Linked DNA regions of Mus musculus: region 2 is linked to region 1. A link is a contact called in public HiChIP or PLAC-seq data. All regions are on one chromosome and are shown on one strand. Each heading gives the region's core, a stretch centred on a gene start, on an enhancer-like site or on the middle of the called end of the contact. The rest is flanking DNA. Distances are from core to core; before and after follow the strand shown. Region 1 overlaps Pbx1 (pre B cell leukemia homeobox 1). Region 2 has its middle 140 kb from the start of Mir6354.

The links. HiChIP or PLAC-seq counts read pairs in DNA pulled down with a chosen protein or histone mark.
Region 2: a contact with region 1 is called in an H3K27ac HiChIP or PLAC-seq map of SST interneurons, with 4 times the contacts expected there. The contact joins two enhancer-like sites. A contact is called at or near these places in 2 of 39 promoter capture datasets (liver and second pharyngeal arch cranial neural crest), 5 of 115 datasets of contacts at active chromatin or transcription factors (SST interneurons, embryonic basal ganglia, embryonic forebrain and 2 more) and 1 of 9 other capture datasets (pancreatic islet).

The regions. Positions count from the first base shown.
Region 1 is chr1:168,420,847-168,427,578 of GRCm38.p6, forward strand. The region is part of intron 2 of Pbx1 (pre B cell leukemia homeobox 1); the gene reads right to left. Among named protein-coding and RNA genes, the nearest start is that of Pbx1, 8.0 kb to the right of the region's middle. Within about 2 kb of position 3,010, at least 29 of the 459 cell types and tissues checked have an H3K27ac peak or open chromatin away from gene starts, as enhancers often do. A contact at or near this core is called in SST interneurons, where this site is marked.
Region 2 is chr1:168,876,205-168,882,916 of GRCm38.p6, forward strand. No RefSeq gene overlaps it. Among named protein-coding and RNA genes, the nearest start is that of Mir6354, 140 kb to the right of the region's middle. Within about 2 kb of position 5,412, at least 4 of the 459 cell types and tissues checked have an H3K27ac peak or open chromatin away from gene starts, as enhancers often do. A contact at or near this core is called in SST interneurons, where this site is marked.

The sequences.
Region 1 (6,732 bases), core at 1,760-4,259:
TCCTGTAAAATGGCCCTATGCAGAGAGGCAGACTGTGAGATGAAGGGCTGATAGGGTCTAGGCATGGGAAAGAGGGACATGGCCAGACTGGTGATAAATATTAGGTCAGGGGCGGACCAACAAGTTCTAAAACTAGATTGTGGCACTGGGGACTCGCTGAATACACTAAAAATCACTGAGCTGTATTTTGCAAAGGGGTGAATTTCATGGTATATAAAATACATTTCAAACATATGTTTTAAAAAAATAACATGAAGAAACAGTAGCCTGCTGTGTGTCATGAAGCCCATCTCAGTGACAAAGATAGCATTTCTCCTAAATACAGAACATATTGGGAATTTGGGGAGAGGTCACGTGACTCTGGCTTCTTCTTCTTTTTTTTTAAAACAAGTTCCTACCTTGAAGCTCAGTAGGTTGACAGGCACCAACTGGGCATGCTCAGAGAAAATATTTTAACCCTGAGGATGCCTTGTTTCCGGTTGGTGTTGCTGGGCAAACATTATCCACCGTGCAGGCAATTCTAGCTGGCTAGGCGGTAGTTGTCCAGGAAGAACATGATTAAAAGGCCCTGACCTTCCTCTTCATCACTCTGTTCCATGCCCGACTTCTGATGAAACACATCTAATTCTCACTTGCAGAAAATACATGAGAAACAAAAGAAGCTAACCTTAAATTCAGCAATTTTTCCTCTTTCAAGCCTTGGAACTGGCTCACCCTTAGGGACCATCTGGTGCAGGTCTCTCTCTTTCATGTAAGAAAACAGGGCCAGAAACCATAAAACCCACCAGTCATGTCTGTTTCCACTAGGCATATACTACATCGTTTAGTCCTCCCAGTGACCCTTCACCATACAGTCAAGCTTGGGAAGGTACCAGGAAAAGGATGACACACACCCAAGTGTGGGTATCAGCATCTCAAGAGAGAGTCACCATAGCAACACTTTCAGATAAATATCACTGTGACCTTCATTTTATAGAAAAAGGAAAATTGGTCTCAGAGAAGTTTAGCAACCTAAAGAAGGTCACACAGCAAAGAGTGGTAGATCAAGGGGGCTGGCTATAGAAACCAAGTAGTTACCTACCAGCTAGTGTCACAGTTCCTCCTAAAATTAAGAAATCTATCTGTAGTCTGAAAGTTGCTCAGTTGGAAGTATACAAAGAGCAAAAAGCATGAGGCACCCACCCCAATACCCACTTATTGACAAATCTTTCAGGGGCAGATGTAGGTAAAACTATAAATCATAGGCCGAAAAGGATGGACTCTGACCCCACAGAGCCTTTAGGCACTAGTGACCTTCCTCTGTCATCGCCGGGGCAGGCTTTCCAGTCCCATGACAATCTACACCTGAACTTTTTATGCCCAGGGAGCCATTTTCCAAACTGCTAAGAATTGCTGTCTTTGAGATGCCAAGCGAGCAAAACCCAGACACTCCCATGCCCACCCCCATTCCCTGGAACACTAAGCCTCCTCCACCATCTTTAGAGGGCCTCAGGTATGTGTTCCTGCGTGTACAGGGGTCGATGAAAAGGCGCCCTGAGAGAGCTGCTGACAGGGAGCTCAGGGACCCCATGTTTATCTTTACCAACTTTTGTGTTCCCAGATCCCTCCGCACAACCTCAGTGAAGGAACAGCATGATGTGGGAACCCGCGGCTTCCCTTGACCCAGGTGAAGAAGGTAAGAGGAAGGAGTGGATGCCCTGGATGAAAGAAAAAAAGGGGGGAGTGGTTGTCTGTACCCTTAATCCCAGCAGTGGGATGCAGAGGCAGAGGCAGGTCCATCTCTGGGAGTTCAAGGCCAGCCTGGTATACATAACACATAACATGTTCCAGGGCTACAGAGTGAGACCCTGTCTCAAGGGGGAAAAAGACATTACCACTTCCATCTAAAAGATATTCAGAACAAAACTTGAGGTTTGGCTTTCCTAAGGGACACACATCCAAGGTAGGTCACAATAGAAGCCAGGGGCCTGTGAGATACCTCTGACAGTAAAGGTGCTCGCAGCTGAGCCTGACACCTGAGTTCGATCCCCAGGGCCTGCATCGTTGAAAGGCGAGAACCAGTTCCTGAAAGTTGTTTTCTAACCTCCACACATCTGTCATGGCACTCCTCCCTCACCTCCCCCACCCTGCACCCTCACAAATAAATACATAAGTATAACTAAAATAAAATGTTTTTAAAGGTGCCAGAGCTCTACTTTAAAAATTCCCATGATTTTGTGTTTACGTATGGCCAATATCTAGGTTTGGGTTTGTTTACTGGTTCAGGGGTATTTTTGTAATTTTGCCAAGAATGAGAGAACATTTTTGGATATCAACAGAACACAGAGGCAAAGCCTTTAAAAGGCCGAGCCCGGGCTGGGAGCTGAGTCCCGGAATCTCCAGTTGATCTCAGCCCCTCCGGAACTACTCACAGCCCCTAGTCTGCACCTCAGGCACTTCTAGGTCTAATGTTCTCCCTTGCACACGGCCTCTTGCAGAGTCTCCACGCAAACTGTCTCTCAAGTTCTATCCAGGTGAGGAAACAAATAACACACTATTGCCCTCGATCTCTTTTGAGACGCTACGAGCAAATCATACGCTACCCCTCTTCACACTTCTTGGGAGCTCATCTGTCTGGAAACCCACTTTCAAGGAATGGAAAGGCACTGAAATGCCTGGAGACAAGACATGACTTCCCTCCAGTCCACCCGACACCCTCTCAGAGTCACACACACACATACAGCCCGACACTCTCTCAGAGTCACACTGATGGTCTACAGCACGTGTGCCTCACTTGGAAAGCCAGTATCTCGTGAGGGAGGGATGGTTGCTGCTCCTTCCTCTCCTTAGCCCATTCTCCCTGGCATGCAGCCTGAAAGGACCAAATTCTCCACTCCTTAGATGTCTTTTCAAAAAAAACAAAAATTAATAAAAGGTTTTGCAGTTGCCAGGCCTTGAAGGCTAGCATCTCCAATACTCCCACCCAGCTCGGAAAGGGACCCGGTCGGAGGCCTTTCCAGACTGTCTACAGCTATTTCAGTCCAGTTCTGCTCAAGGAGCAAGGTCACTTGTGTCTTTTGAAGTCACACACAGCTTCCTTCCACAGTCAGTCCTCTCTCTCTCTCTCTCTCTCTCTCTCTCTCTCTCTCACACACACACACACACACACACACACACACACACACACACACACCTCTCTAGCTCTTCCTGGGGCAGGGAGAGAAGGAAGTGTCCCATCCTATAACTGCTGTGGTAGTGGCATGCAGGATGGAGAAGGGTGGGAGTGAAAAGAGAAATAAGGGGAAGGGTAAAAAGCCAATCGGCAGCACCACGATGGGGGTGTTAATTGGATACAGACAGACAGAGAGACAAAAGAGGATTAAAAAGGGGGGGGATCGGTTTTTAAACCCTCCTCCAATTATTTGATTGAACTCAAGAGCAGATTACACTTGGTATAAACTTAGCTGAGGAGTGCCAGAGAAAGCTATTAGGTGCTAAAATTCAAATTCACTCACAATTGCAGCTTGCTCCCAGGTGTCTCGGACTCCTCTCTTTAGTAAATAAGGCTCTCTTTTCACCTTTCCTGACTTTTAAACTTATGATTTTTTTTTTTTTGGACAGAGAAGTGTAAACATTTTTTAAAAAGAAAAATTTTAAGTATTTATTAAATATTGCAGATCTTTTTTCCTCCTTCAGAAAATCAACATGTTTGACTTTTTTCTCCTATTCTTCAGTCCCAAGAAACCCATTTTCCAGCCCACGTAGACACAGGCAAAATGCAGCCTATCGCTAACATGTAAAAGGACAAGTGACAGTTCTTTAAAAGGAAATTTGATTGTAAATGACCCAAATTCTGTATTTAAAGCAGCTATGGTCCCAGACTGACGATACAGCTGGAAGGCACATCTGTAAAGTTTGTTGCCGTGGCTCTCAACAGGGTCTGCATGAGGCTGAGCGCAAGCTGTAACCTGAATATTTTGTTGGCATTTTATTTTTTACCTTAGCGTTTATATTTTAAAAGCATAAAGTATCAAAATAAACACTTCCCCACACTCAAAAGCAAAACACTCAAGTTCATCTACTTTTCAAAAATCCCAAAGTAATTTCTGACTTAAATACCCATCAATCAACTATAATTCAGTCCGTGCAGCCTGCCTTAGGTATCATGCACGTGTTTTTTGTTTTTGTTTTTTAAATACCAAAAAGGTTGATCAGGCATCTCTGTAAGTTTTCCTATTTACCTCAATCTTCCAACTAAATCAATAAAACCCAAGAAACAAAAGCAGCAGCAAGCCAACACAACACACCACACACACACACACACACACACACACACACACACACACACACACACACACACCCCAGCTCCTGGCCAGAGTACACAGATCTGCTCTACCCTGAATGGCCTCAGCAAGGCCACTTGTTCAGTGCTGTGGGCCTTGATAGTCCCAATAAGAAAAGTTCCAGGACAGCACAGAAGCATGTGACCTGGTCTTTTAGACCACCTTTTTTTTTTTACTAGTTTTGGAAAAAGAGAGGGAAACAGACAGACAGACAGACAGACAGACAGACAGAAACGGGCACTGAAATGAAAGACTTGTGCAACTTTCCAGACACTTTGCATTCATTACCCCAGGGCATCAAAGGCATGAAGATACACAGGCAGCCCAGATCCTGAACACAGAAATCACACGGTTCTTAGTAATAAAAGCTGATTTTAAACACAGTACTGTCTGCTCTACCACTGACACCTCCGTCTGTTCCCTCTCTCCAGCCTCCCAACACTCAACTGGAAGAATAAAAGCGAGTTCCTGCTCCCCCGAGTCAGGAATCCTCTCCATAGAATCTTGTTTTGTACCCCTCTTCACACAGGAACCATCACTAATTACATTACTTCATAAGCTATCCTTTAAGGCATCCTGTATCAATAACACATAAAACTTCAAATAATATTATTTTTAAGACTCCAACCATATTCATATTGACAATAATTTAAAAAAACAACAACAACAACCAACAAACAGATTAATATCTTCCAACCATAAGAACATCATTTTGGCCAATTCGACAATTTCTCCCCACTTCCACCCCACCCCCGGCACCGTAGCCAATATTAATCATGGGCGAAGTCTTCACTGCGCACCTGAATCGGACCTCTTTTCACAGCCACCCACTTTGATCTACACTACCTCAGCAGGTTTTAATTAGGAGATGAGAATTGAACACTTGGGCCATGATGTACAAGTCGGTGACCTCAGTGGTACCCTTCCCAATAAAAATACAGAATACAGTATCTTTAAAGAGAAACTCTCCTTCTGTCCCTTTAGTTCCGATTCCTTCTTATTGTGACTCTACATTTCATGAACCGAGATTAGAAAACAAAACAAAACTCCAACTTGATGAGAAACAAAACCCGCCATTCAAAGTGAATAACCACAGAAGACTTCAAACGAGAAGGAAAATTAGGAGAGAAGGAGACACATAGGCACACGAGCCCCCGGCTTCCTTCTCTGAGCTAATAGAAAGAAGGAAAGAAAGAAAATAACAAGACAAAATAACAAGAAAAACCTAAGAGGCACACTGAGGAAGAGCTCCTTTGATATCGGTATGCACAATCAATACATCTCTCAAAAGGCGCCTCTCATGGCTAAAACGACGCAATTATCAGCTCTGCAATAAGGTTAGGTCCTGGCACAGGCACCTGGATGATTCAGAGGTCTGGGAAGCCTGTCTCAGGTGCTTTGTCTGCGTGTTCCATCCCCTACAAGCACCATCCAACAAAGGAACTATTTACTAATTTCACAGACATTTGAAAGACCTGAGTAATTGCATATTCAATCAACAGTGACCCCTTGAAAAGATTCTTTTTTTTCTTAACAGAGAAATCCAGAGAGACATTTAGAGAGACCTTTAAAAGGAGAGACGTAAGGAAAGCCACCTTCCGCAGCCTCCCCCCTTCCCATGTGTAACTATCAATGTATATCAACCGAGCATGCAATCATATCTATTGTCACTTTCATTTATGTCATGCCCTTGCTTATATGGTTTAGATATGAATTATTGACTGTTATACACCTTGTTGTAAAAAATAAATAAATATACGGGATGGCAGGTACTTTGCCCGGCTTTAAAGTGGGCGAGAAAGTCAGAGACCAGCAGCCGCTCCCTGTCTGCATGCACCCCCCCAGTCCCTCTTTATGCCCTGGCGTTAGATCGCCTTCCCCACCCTTTCTTCTTACAAGGGAGCGATTTAACCCACTTTGGAAAATTAAGGACCAAGATAAAGAAACAAGAGGACAGTTGCTAAGTGGCCTTTCTCCGCACATCTGTTGTTTAAGAACACCTCTGATTGATGACTGCGATTTTTTAATTGTTGCTTTAAAATTTAAATGCCCTCCTGGGATGTGTTATAAGTGTGTTAGTCTATGATATGAGGCTCAGAAAGTAGCAAAACAAGAGAGGGAATGATCTCTGGATAACATAGTGCCCTAAATCTAAAGAGGGTCGGTCCCTGCTAGAAAAACCAGAGGCCATTCAAAAGCCCGTTCACCTAATATTGAATTGGACATTCCACAAAGGTATTCCAAGACACTCTTTTGAGAACCTCAAGTTGGTGACTCTGTGTAAATACAAAGAACAAAGTGGCCAAAAAAGAAAGGAAACAACAGCTTAGCTCTTACTCCCCTGCCCAACAGCAGGGGTGAGAGATGGGGGTCAGTCATTGTAGACAAAAATCTATTTCTTCAGGAAATG
Region 2 (6,712 bases), core at 4,162-6,661, 460 kb after region 1:
ACTCAACCTACTTTCCTATAGAATTCAGTACCACTAGCCCAGAAATAGCACTACCCATGATGGACTTGGCCCTCTCCCATCAATCACTAATTAAGAAAATACACTACAATCATTACGGTAGCCTCTTATAGAGGCATTTTTTTTTTTAAAGTTGAAATTCCCTCCTCTCTAATGACTTTATCCAGCAGAGACCTGAAAAAAAATATTTCTTTTAAGAGACAGACAAATATCTGGGAAATATGTTCAAAGTGGTCAACATCACTGTCAAAAAAACTTAAATCCAAACTACAATTGAGAATAGCCTTCTTTTAGAATGAAGTTGGTCAAACAAACAATAGATATCATATGTTGTTGATTATGTAGACAAACAAAAATCCCAGTGTATTTATAGTCATTATGGAAAACAGCATAGTCCTTTAAACAATTAGCAATACATCTATTCTATAGCAATCTACTCATGATGTTATATCCAAGAGAATTGAAATAATTAGCTGAACATAACAGTGGTCCAACTTAGATGACACTAGCCAAGTGTAGAGTCTGTATATAAAGAGAGTTGGCTTTGTTTTACCACATCCCACTATCATTTGATGCTTGCTTTCTTAACAATATCCATTTTGGCTAGGGTGAAATGAGTGGAGTCTCAATGTAGTTTTAATTTGCATTCCTTGATGGCTATGAAGGCTGAGCATCTTTTCACATTTATTGGCAATTCATACTTTATCTTTTGATAATTGCCTACTTATTTCATTAGCCCATTTTTGACTGAGTTATTTGGATTTGGGTATTTAGGTATCTACAGCCTTTGTGTTTTATATATAGCAATCCACTGTCAGATAGTTATCAAAAGTATTCTCCCATTTGATAGAATGCCTGCTTATTCAATTGTTATCCTTGTTGTCTTAAAGGTTTTATACTTTAGTAAAATCCACATATCTATTATTAGCAAATATTACACATTATTTCTTGTTTGTAATCTCAGATTGTACGCAGGTATGTAAAACCATTTATACATCTATATGTGACACAAAATCAGAAAAAAATTCTGGGTGAAGGACTAACAGAAAGGGAGATAGGGGAAATTAAAAAAAAAGAGGAGTTTATGGGGTTGGATATGGTTAGAATACATGAAATGCTTGAAAGAAGTGGTATGTATAAAATCTATTGGCATACACAATGACCATGAGTCATAAAAATTAATATCAAAGATATCTGCATTCCATGATCTTCCATGATCATTGTGGCATAATCCATAATAGTCAAGATATTCAGTCATCCTAACAGCCCATTAAGGGATAAATTGATATATATATATATATATGTATATATATATATATATATATATATAAAATATATATATATATATATAAATGATACAAGTTGAGAAATTCAAGACTGAATAGATAGTTTGGAAGTTACACTAAGTAAAACTGCTTTTGTACTTGAAACTAGCCAAAAAAATAAATTTTAAGTATTATTGCTACATGTACAAAAAATGTCAACAGAATGATGGATATGTCAATTAACTTGACAGTGGTAACCATTTCTCAGGGTACACATGTATAAAATATCACATCAGACACATTAGATAAACATGCAGTATTTACTTCCCAATTACATTTTAATGAACCTGGAAAGAAAACAGAATGCAAGAAGCAATGGTGATCACGCTTGCCCTCCTACTCCAGAAGTGATTTGTTTGTCTTTGCTTCTTCATGATACCATCAGGTTCTCTCTGAAGGAATTCAGAGACCTATAAACCTGTTACTCATGAAAACACCACATCACCTCATACTACGGCCAGGCTATTGGTTGCTCTCCTCAAATTGATGGTAATGCCTTATTCCTTCCCCAATAGCATTCATTCACCCTAGCAAGAATTAGGAATTAGGAATATTGCTTCTCAAGCTAACAGGACACATTGGTGTGAACATAAATGAACTTCTATGCATCCTGCATCTGCATCACAATTCATTAACAGAAAAACACCCAGGTAAAAGTTCTGCTTGGATTTCTCCACAACCTTGCCAGCATCTGCTGTCACCTGAGTTTTTAATCTTAGCCATTCTGACTGGTATGAGGTGGAATGTCAGGGTTGCTTTGGTTTGCATTTCCTGGATAACTAAGGATGCCAAACATTTCTTTAGGTGCTTCCCAGCCATTCGGTATTCCTCAGTTGAGAATTCTTCGTTTAGCTCTGTACCCCATTTTTAATAGGGTTATTCAGTTTGGCTGTTCCTCAGAAAATTGGACACAGTACTACCTGAGGACCCAACTATACCACTCCTAGACATATACCCAGAAGATGCTCCAACTGGTAATAAGGACACATGCTCCACTATGTTCATAGCAGTCTTATTTATAATAGCTAGAAGCTGGAAAGAACCCAGATGTCCCTCAACAGAGGAATGGATATAGAAAATGTGGTACATTTACACAATGGTGTATTACTCAGCTATTAAAAACGATGAATTCATGAAGTTCTTAGGCAAATGGATGGAATTAGAAAATACCATCCTGAGTGAGGCAACTCAATCACAAAATAACACACATGGTATGCACTCACTGATAAGTGGATATTAGCCCAGAAGTTTGGAATACCCAAGATACAATTCACAGACCACATGAAGCTCAAGAAGAAGGAAGACCACAGTGTGGATACTTTGGTCCTTCTTAGAAGGGGGATCAAAATAACCATGGAATACAGAGACAAAGTGTGGAGCAGAAACTGAAGGAAGTCCATCCAGTGACTGCCCCACCTGGGGACCCATCCCATATACAGTTACTAAACCCAGACACTATTGTGGATGCCAACAAGTGCTTGCTGACAAGAGCCTGATATAGCTGTCTCCTGAGAGGCTCTGCTAGTGCCTGACAAATAAAGAAGTGGATGCTCACGGCTAACCATTGGAAGGAGCACAGGGTCCTCAATGGAGGAGCTAGAGAAAGGACCCAAGGAGTTGAAGGGGTTTGCAGCGCCATAGGAAGAACAACGTTGTGAACAGGTGAGTACCATCCCTCCAACTTCCAGTTATAAAGAGAAATATACTCTCCAAGATGGAGCCAATATTAAAATATGGGCCACAGGTACATTCCCTTATTTCTTTCAGCTAACTGCTTTTCTCCTCCCCCAAGCATTCATTTACAAAAGTTAACAAAAATCTAACAATTTAACAAAATTAGGAGTATTACTTCTCAGGCTAACATGATACACTGGTGTGAACATCAATGAATGACTTCTACCCTTCCTATGTCTGCATCACGCTCCATTTGCAGGAAGATACCCAGTTCAAAGCTTTGCTTCGGTTATTTCTCTCTGTGGAGTGGTATGGATTTGGAGGAAGGGAATAGCTGGTATGTGGATCAGAGAGGTTTCTGCATGCTTCCTCTTCTCCACAAATCGGACACCTCCATCTTCTAGCTGCATCTTCTAGCTGCATCTTCTAGCTGCATGTTCTCTGTTGTCCTCCTCATCAGCACCACTTCCTGGGAAGAACGGTGGAAATGGAGATTCAGCACAGTATTAGTCTTACTGTCATGTGGACGTAGGTTTTAGGACTCAGCTTTGTTCAAGGGATACATCCTCACCGCAGTCATTAGTTTGACGAAGACTATGGTCTTCCCTTAAACGTGTATCTCATTGTGCCCAGCTAATTCCACTGCACAAAGACCTTTAACTTGCCTGAATGTATGAGGAAATATAAGAAACAACTAGGATTAAAGAATTTCCAAGATTCTAATTATAGTTTTTACTTTTCACTGCTTTTCAATTAAGGGAGACTTATCTGACTTGTCCAAAAAAATGCTAGACCTGATTTCTAAGGGTTAAGTGATCTGTGTATGTTTCTCAGGGTTCTCTTAGCAATAGAAAACATAGGGTGAGTATGTATGTATTCACAGACATATTTATATATTTATGTTTATATCCACATGTCTATCCTAAATGCACATGAACCAATACAAACAAAATAAGTATCATTAAGTGACATGAACAATATGGACATATTTGTTATGAAGAACTGATTTTGTGACAACAGGATGAGAAGTGCAGTAATACCTGGGAGAATCCATGTACGTTGTGGCTTCCAGCCTAGCCCTGACTGCCTGTGAACTAGACAGCTAGACAAACATTATATCTAGGTGTGTCTGTGCAGGTAGTTCTAGGAGTAATTAGCATTTAAATTGGTGGACAAGTGGGTATCATCCAATCCTTTGAGAGCCTAAATAGGAAAAATAAAAAATAAATAAAAGAAGAAGTTGGTTGACTTGACTGCCTGACTACTATAAAGCTGGGTCATCCATCTTTTTCCTGTGTGATTCTTTGATGGAAATCTCATTGTCTCATAGAAACTTAAAAACAGTCTTGGAAGTTCAATTTAAGTCATGTAAGATATATGCGAAATCTATCATATACAGTAAAATTTATTCCTCAAAATTAAGACATCAAGTGATTAATACATTTTTTAAAAAATATGCCTTTTAAGTCAGAGGGTAAAGCCTGCTATTTTTAGGATGCCATCCCAGCCTGCCATCTTTGCGTTCAGATTGCTTTGAGAGATGCACATTCAGATATTAAGGACTCAGTTGACACTTGGGGGTTCATGTGTAGCCTGAACTTCATCCTGTCCCCTCTACAGACCCTTCAAGGGTAAGGGGAAAAGATTCCTCTTTTCCTAGTGCCTAGGACTGGGCTCCACATATGAGAGGCCTTCGTGGATGCATGTACCCTTTCATGATCTGTATGCTTCTCATTTCACTAACAGACAGATGCGTCTTCTCTTCTGAGCAATTTCTTTCCCAAGACTATTTAATGTCAGGATTTTTAGGAAGACGACACGTACAATTGCTTAAATATTTCCTGTCAATTCTGAGTTGTTCAAAAGATGAGATGAACTTTAGGAGATATCATTTTCTAGAGACAACTTTAGACTCCTTTAATACCATAACCTACAAAAATACACCATGCCATTTTGGGCAGATTTGAAACTTCCTGTTTATCTCCCCCTACCACCCTCCCATTTCACCCACTCCCCCCACCCCAGTCCCAGCTCCTTTGCAGAATGAAGTGTCTCCAAATCGCTGAGACTGTAATTTCCAGGACAGTGTCGTCCATCTCAGTTCTTGCCTGTCCTTTCAGTTTGATGAAGGTTACAGACATTCTTCCTGGGTGTTTGTCAAAGTGTTTATCTACTCTGGAACCAGCTATCCACCCTCCGCTTGGAATATTTTATGCAGATTTTTCTTCCCCTTGTTGCTGGGTGCCTCAAAAAGACAGCAGCCACTCTGTCAGGAAGAGAGAGAAACATCTCTGATAGCGGTTTCATTTGCTTTGCACCGTATTCATTCATGTCAGTTTCTGCTGTTTACGGGTTGGACACAGAATATACGCTGCGTCAACAAACGGGACGGTTTCGGTTTGGTCACGAGTCGCTTATGCATTTCATTCTGTTATGAATTTCTCTCAGTTCAATGCACACAGAGGATGGGAGGTTCCACTTCATCAATATTTAAACCTGTTGTTTCCACAAGGAGGAGTGTACACATAAATTCACATCGTCTCTCTCTCTCTCTCTCTCTCTCTCTCTCTCTCTCTCTCTCTCTCTCTCTCTCTCTCTCTCTCTCTCCTCTCTTCTTTCCTGTTTCCCTCTCTTTCTCTGCTTAACCCAGTAAAAGATATTTTTAGGAGTTAAGTATTATTTCCCCTACCAAAAACGTTTACATATTTAAATTAAAAGGAACATATACCTTTAGTCAGGTATTCATACACTCTAAAAGGAGCTATAGAATATGACCACACATTCCACATTTTGTTCGGTGGTAGAAACAAAAGGGAAAATAAAATAGCATTCTTCTTGACCTTGAAGAAACAAAAACCTTGTGTTTGAGGAAAACAACATGGAAACCGAGCTGCTTAGTTTTAAGCAACTTGATACAACCTAGAGTCACCATGAAGAGAGTTTTAATGAAGAACTACCAAGATCAGGTTGACCTGGAATCATGTCGATGGGATACTGTCTTGACTTGGGATTGATAGAGGAAGACCCAGCCCATTGTGGGTAGCACTGTTACTACAGCATGGGGTCTCTAGACAGTATAAGGGAGCAGGAGGCTGGCTGAAAGCAAGGAAAGACGTTCCTTATTTCTTTGATCTAGGCTGTGGATGTGATGTGACAAGGCTGCCTTGATTCCCCTGAAATGACAGCATGTACTTGGTGTGGAAAGCAGAAAACAAAAGCAACCCCCAAACCCTAAAAACCCAAACAGAAAACCTTTCCTCACCTATGTCCCTTTCTGCAAGGATATTTTGTCAGCATAACAATAAATGTTACTAGGTAAGAGATGAAGATGCAGAGGAAATTTTTGGTCTAGCCCTTGAATATGAAGCTTTTTGAAACTTTTATGTCTAAAAGCATGATGTCATATTCCAGAGTTGGAGGTCCATCTTCTCTTGGATCCACCTGAGAATGCAGAAGTCCAATCTGATACTCAAGCTGTTTACTCATGAATAATCTTTTGCTCCCAGGAGGAGATGAATTCCTTCTGTAGAGAAGAACCTGTGATTTAGGCTCTCAGAATGTTCCTGGGCTGTACTCAGTGACATCTGGGAACATTGTGGAAGTATCTTAAACATAAAGAAAAGAAGATGCAAGAACACTGGGAGAAAACCAATAATAGATATACAGGCCCTAAAACTAAAGATATTGCCATCCTC